Linked DNA regions of Callithrix jacchus: region 1 is linked to region 2. Evidence: chromatin contacts called from public Hi-C data. All regions are on one chromosome and are shown on one strand. Each heading gives the region's core, a stretch centred on a gene start, on an enhancer-like site or on the middle of the called end of the contact. The rest is flanking DNA. Distances are from core to core; before and after follow the strand shown.

The links. A called contact is a pair of places that touch in the nucleus more often than the background predicts.
Region 1: a contact with region 2 is called in a Hi-C map of induced pluripotent stem cells, with 2.5 times the contacts expected there. The contact joins two enhancer-like sites. A contact is called at or near these places in 2 of 3 Hi-C or Micro-C datasets (induced pluripotent stem cells and skeletal muscle).

The regions. Positions count from the first base shown.
Region 1 is chr19:30,487,337-30,490,036 of calJac240_pri, reverse strand. No RefSeq gene overlaps it. Among named protein-coding and RNA genes, the nearest start is that of PRELP, 40 kb to the left of the region's middle. Within about 2 kb of position 1,411, at least 2 of the 16 cell types and tissues checked have an H3K27ac peak or open chromatin away from gene starts, as enhancers often do.
Region 2 is chr19:30,319,072-30,321,771 of calJac240_pri, reverse strand. No RefSeq gene overlaps it. Among named protein-coding and RNA genes, the nearest start is that of BTG2, 37 kb to the left of the region's middle. Within about 2 kb of position 1,256, at least 14 of the 16 cell types and tissues checked have an H3K27ac peak or open chromatin away from gene starts, as enhancers often do.

The DNA.
Region 1 (2,700 bases), core at 162-2,661, 170 kb before region 2:
ACATGTCAGTTCTGCCCCTTCCTCAGGTTCTTGGAGTTCTTTTTCTTCTCTGTCTTTTCCCTATTAGAAAATCATAAGGTCTACTTAGAAGGGCCTCTCGAAGGTCTATTGGCCCACTTCCCTGCAGTGTTCAGGGCTGATCCCTCTCTTCTCTCCAAAGCGTTTCATCCTATCCTGGAGCTTCTAAGGCATTTCACTGTATAACTCATGCTAGTGGACAAAAGGCAGGTAGGGCCTCCCTTCTTCCTCCCATCTAGCCCAATACCTCCTAATGCAATTTAGGAATGAAATCATTTTCTCTAGTTTGCTTTCCAGGACGAAAGGATATTTTTTTCCTTTTTCCTTTCTTTTCCCACCATATCTGTTTATTTTTTCTTCAATATCCTAATTGATCCTCCTTTTCTCCTTCCCTTCCCCAAGGCTTTAGGAACTACCCCTACCCCTCTCTCTGTGCCCCTGTCTCTATCTTTTCTCTTCAGATGATATCCTAGCCATTTGGGCAGCCCCTCCCACACCCCACCCTCGCCCAGACATCTCAGCCCTGCTCAGTGCTCGCCTCGGGCACAGACCTTATCTCTGCCCACCACACTGTAGCTCCTGCTGCCATCCTAGGAAGACTGAAACCAAACAGCCGGAGTGAGCCTGCAGGCTGGATCCCACTGGCTGGCTGACCCAGCTGCCTGCTCTGAGAGAAGTAGGATGAGGGGACAGGTGGAGGCTGAGGCCACCCTCCCAGCTCCTCTGACAAATGCCAGGACCTGGTAGAAACTTCTCCCATTCCACAGGATAGATACTACTAGCTCTCCTGGCCCCAAACCCCTCACCTTGATGGCATTGGCCTCATTGCCAGAAAAAATTCCAGGGCAAGTGGAGGCAATCTGCCTGGAAAACAAACCCAGTGCGGAGCCACCGCAGGATGGGCCAAAGGATTTAGGTGTAATCCCAAAACTTGCAGCGCGGATGAACCTGGTAAATCAGGAGGCACTTGTTGCTCTAAGTGGCCTGGCCTTGTGCTGGCGGCTTCCTGTTTGCTTTTGCCCCCTTCCCCCTCCCGATGAGCAGGGGATGAAGGGGGTGGGAGTGGTCAGGAAAGGAGGGCAGGCAGCTGGAGGGGGAGTGATGGACTGATTGAACTGAACATGAACCATCCCTCTGCCTGGCTGTACCTCTTGACCCGTCTCAGACTAGAAGGCCTCACTGATACTCCAGGCCAGGCAAGCCGGGGGAAGAGCAACAAGATATAGTCCAGAAGCACGGTCAGACTTTTTAAGCACCTTCATTTATTAATCCATTTTATTCCTCTGGCAGCTCTGGACAGGCCCAAGGTGAAAGATGGGCCTGGAGTCCGCAGGGGCCCCTGAGTCCGTGTGCATCCCTCCCAGCACATGGGCTCCCTGGGCCCCTGGAGTCTGCTGCCTCTTGCATTAGGGACCACCCCCATAGAGAAAGGTGCCTTCTGTTGCTCCAGAGAGACTTCCAGAAGCTTCCACATGCTGGCCTCATATTGAGGTGCTTGAGAACATGGACTCTGGTTCAAAATCTGGCTCTGCCCTCTACCAACTGTGGTACCTTGGCCAAATTCCTTAGCCTCTCTGAGCCTCAGAGGTAATAATACCTGCCTCACAGGGCTGTTAGGGTGACTAATTGAATTATTTTATTTTATTTTGAGACAGTGTCACTCTGTCACCTGGACTGGAGTGCAGTGGCATAATGTCGACTCACTGCAAACTTTGCCTCCTGGGTTCAAGCGATTCTTCTACCTCAGCCTCCCAAATAGCTGGGATTGCAGGCACCTGCCACTATACCCAGCTAATTTTTGTATTTTTAGTAGAGACGAAGTTTCACCATGTTGGTGGGACTGATCTCGAAGTCCTGACCTCAGGTGATCTACCTGCCTTGGCCTCCCAAAGTGCTGGGATTACAGGTGTGAGTCATCGTGCCCAGCCTAATTGAATTAATATTTAGGAAACGCTTAGAGCAGTACCTGATACATAGTAAGTCCTGTGTTAGTGTTTGCTAAATAGATTGGTCCCAGCTCTGAAATATGCGATTACACAGCTGCCAGCCCATCTTGCAGGTTTGGATAGCCCTTGTGGGCTCCCTAGACCTCTTCTTCTCCAAGCTCTTCATTTGCTCAATAAATATTAATGGAACACTCTCCATGTGCCTCTGTGTTTGGCCTTGGGTTGGCTGTGTGAACAAAACAAAATGGTCCCAGTGCTCATGGGATTTATGGTCAATGCACAAATCAATACATAATGTCGAATCACGCTGTGTGCTACCAAAGAACCAAAAAATAAGACACTGCAAGAGAATAACAGGGTGAACCTACTCGGGGTGTCGGGGGCTAAGAAGGGTCTGTATGGGAAATCACCTTTGACCCAGATCTGAAGGATGAGAAGGAGCAGGTCTAGGAGTTGGGTGGTAGGAAAGTGTATTCCAGGTAGTGGGACAAGCATGTGTGGGGGCCCCTGGGCAAGCAGGGGGATGACATGTAGCAGAAATGGGAGGAAAGCCTATGTGGCTAGCGCCAGGGACTGAGGGGCTGTGAGAGAAGAAGTCGGGGAGGCGGGTGCATATTTAGGATTTGGGGTCACACGCTAAGTAGAATGTAAAAGATGAAAGGGCTTTAAGCAGTGGTGTGGCATGATCCCATTTGACAGGAAGAGCCCGTCTGGCTGTCAGGTAGGAGAGGGGCTT
Region 2 (2,700 bases), core at 7-2,506:
ACAAGTTACCTAACATCTCTGAGCTGCATTTTTCTGCCGACCTCACAGAATAAGTGTGTGTAAAATAACTCAGCAAACTGTAGAGTGCGTTGTGGTCTGCCTGAAGGTATCACAGCTGCTGTGCGTGCCTGCCTGGCCCACTGGCCCCTTGAGGACGGGCACTGTCACCTGATTAGACGATTCCTCTGGCTTCTTAAGACTCAAGGTGCCTGGCCTCCTTCAGGGTCTTGGAAGCCTTTGTGGCAGTCCCCCACCTCTACCCCACCCCTAGCCACCTACCCCAGGAACCTTCCCCAGGACTGGTGACCCTGTGGAAATTGCCCAGTACCCTCTCTGCCAGCTCCTGTCTGTACCCTCAGCCTAGGAAGGATGATTACGTGGTGACCCTTCTGTGTCTATGAAAAGGGCGATTCCAGTGGTTCACACCCATAATCCCAGCACTTTGAGAGGCCAAGGCAGGCAGATTACAAGGTCAGGAGTTTGAGACCAGCCTGGCCAATATGGTGAAACCCTGTTTCTACTGAAAATTATGAAAATTAGCTGGGCGTGGTGGTGTATAGTCCCAGCTACTGGGGAGGCTGAGGCAGGAGAATCTCTGGAACCTGGGAGGCAGAGGTTGCAGTGAGCTGAGGTGGTGCCACTGTACTCCAGTCTGGGCAACAGAGTGAGACCGCATCAAAAAAGAAAGAGAGAGAGAGAGAGAGGGAGGGAGGGAGGGAGGGAGGGAGGGAGGAAGGAAGGAAGAGAAAGAAAGAAAAAAAGAGAGAGAGAAAGAAAGAAAGAAAGAAAGAAAGAAAAAGAAAGAGAAAGAAAGAAAGAAAAAAAAAAGGGTGACTCTGTCTGAAAAGTGAGGAAGCAAAGAGGGGCTGCTGGCTGGTGGGTCAGATGGGAGTGGGCTCCCTGACCCTGTCTGTTTCACAGTTTGAGTCCCTCTTCTCCATCCTGTGTGGCCACAGGCTGCCTCTCGTACCAGCCTGACAGTATTGTCCTGCAAACACTGGTCTCTTGGGGTGAGGACACACTGCCCCCTCAGGCTGGGAGCCCCAGGCAGAGGCCATGCTGGCCCCTTTCCCCCTCGCATGGGCCCCACCTGGGACGGCAGGTATCAGAGCCCAGGTTGGGTGATTTGGCCTGAGCAATCACTTGCCTCCAGGTAAGACAGTGAGCCCAGCAGGCTTTTGGTTTGGTTTTGTCTTCTTATCCAAGAACCGAAGGCCTGTTTTACAATCCCGTGGCCCCTTTCTTCTGACTAGAGAGGCAAGCAGGGCTTCCTCCGTGTGCCCTCACACTGACTTAACGAGCAGGCCCATCGGAGAGACCGGTCTGTTGAAGGGGCCACCGGCCAAGGAGGCAATCCGCCCGGTGGCCCTTCCCGCTGCAGGCACACAGAGCGGCTCCCGCGGGGCTGAGCAGAGGCAGTGGCTCCCGATCCTCCTGCAGCATCAGCACCGCCCCTGCCGGCCGCGGCCGAGAGCCCAGGACCTGGCGGACAGGAGAAGCCGCACCCTTGGCTCAGCACAAAGCCCACAGCACCGTCCCCGGTGCACAGACGCGGTCACACGCACCCCCGTCCACACACAGCCAGAGGAAATCGGACGGGTGAGCAACGATGGCTGGCTTTGAATAAACACAATCAGCGACTTCAGACCTCTGGGGACAAGGTGCCTTTTCTGGGCCGCGAGACGCACCGTGCCAGAGGCGAGACCTGTTGAGACCAGACTCTGCCCGCTCCCCAAAGTGAGGCTGAGCACCGAGCGGTGGCCTGGCGCCCCCTGCCGGTGAACTTTGTCTGGCACACCAGGTTCACGGTGAATAAACTGGGGGTGCCGCCTCCTCTGTGCTGGGCCCTGTGGGTTGGAAGAATTTCTCCTGCTCCCTCCTTTTCGTCTAGGGGATCAGGGTAATTTACTTCAGTTCATTCTCCCAGAGGCAGGATTATCTCTGTCGTGTAAAAGGAAAAATGAGGCTCAGAGAACTTAAGCACATTTCCCAGGATCACACAGCATGTTGCGGGCAGCTCCAGTAGAGGCGCTGGCCTCGATGCTGGGCCAGTGTTCTATCAGACACTTCGGGGGGTAGCGTACTAGGGATCACTGCGGGAACTGAAGTCCAGAAGGGGCCTGGATCAGCCCTCCCCTTAAGGAGCTCCCACTCTCCAGGGAGACCAGCCAGATGAGACTACCAAGAAGTCACACCCCTGCCTTCCCACAGGGAGCAGTGCAGGATTTAGGTGGAAGTCAAGTAGCATGAAGGTGAAGGTTGGAGGGCTCCGGAAGCCAGGCCAGGCTGGGTTCTCCAGCAGGGAGTGGGTGCCCAAGCCCAGGGTCACCGCCTTCTTGGTGGAGTCTCCTACGCCATCCTTCCCTGTGCTCAGCCCCTCCAGGATCATGAGGCCCACCCACTTGTCCTGCTGGGAGGGCCCTCTTTCTCCTTGAGAATGTACAGGTTGAGACAATGTCTGTATCTTGCTTTTTCTGGGCCAGGCCACCTCGGTCCCCATTCTCCTGGGCGTTCCTGGGATTCAGGAAGTGAGGTCTTTGAAATGAATGTTCGGGCTGCAATTAACCCTAAGGATTTACTGCGGCTTAGGAAGAAGCTTTTTCTCTTCAGAGCGGTTGGCCAGGGGCTAGGGCTGTCCCCACTCCTATCTGGTCCTGGCTGTCTGCCCTTGAGGCTGGGGCAGTATGAGGAGTATGCAGG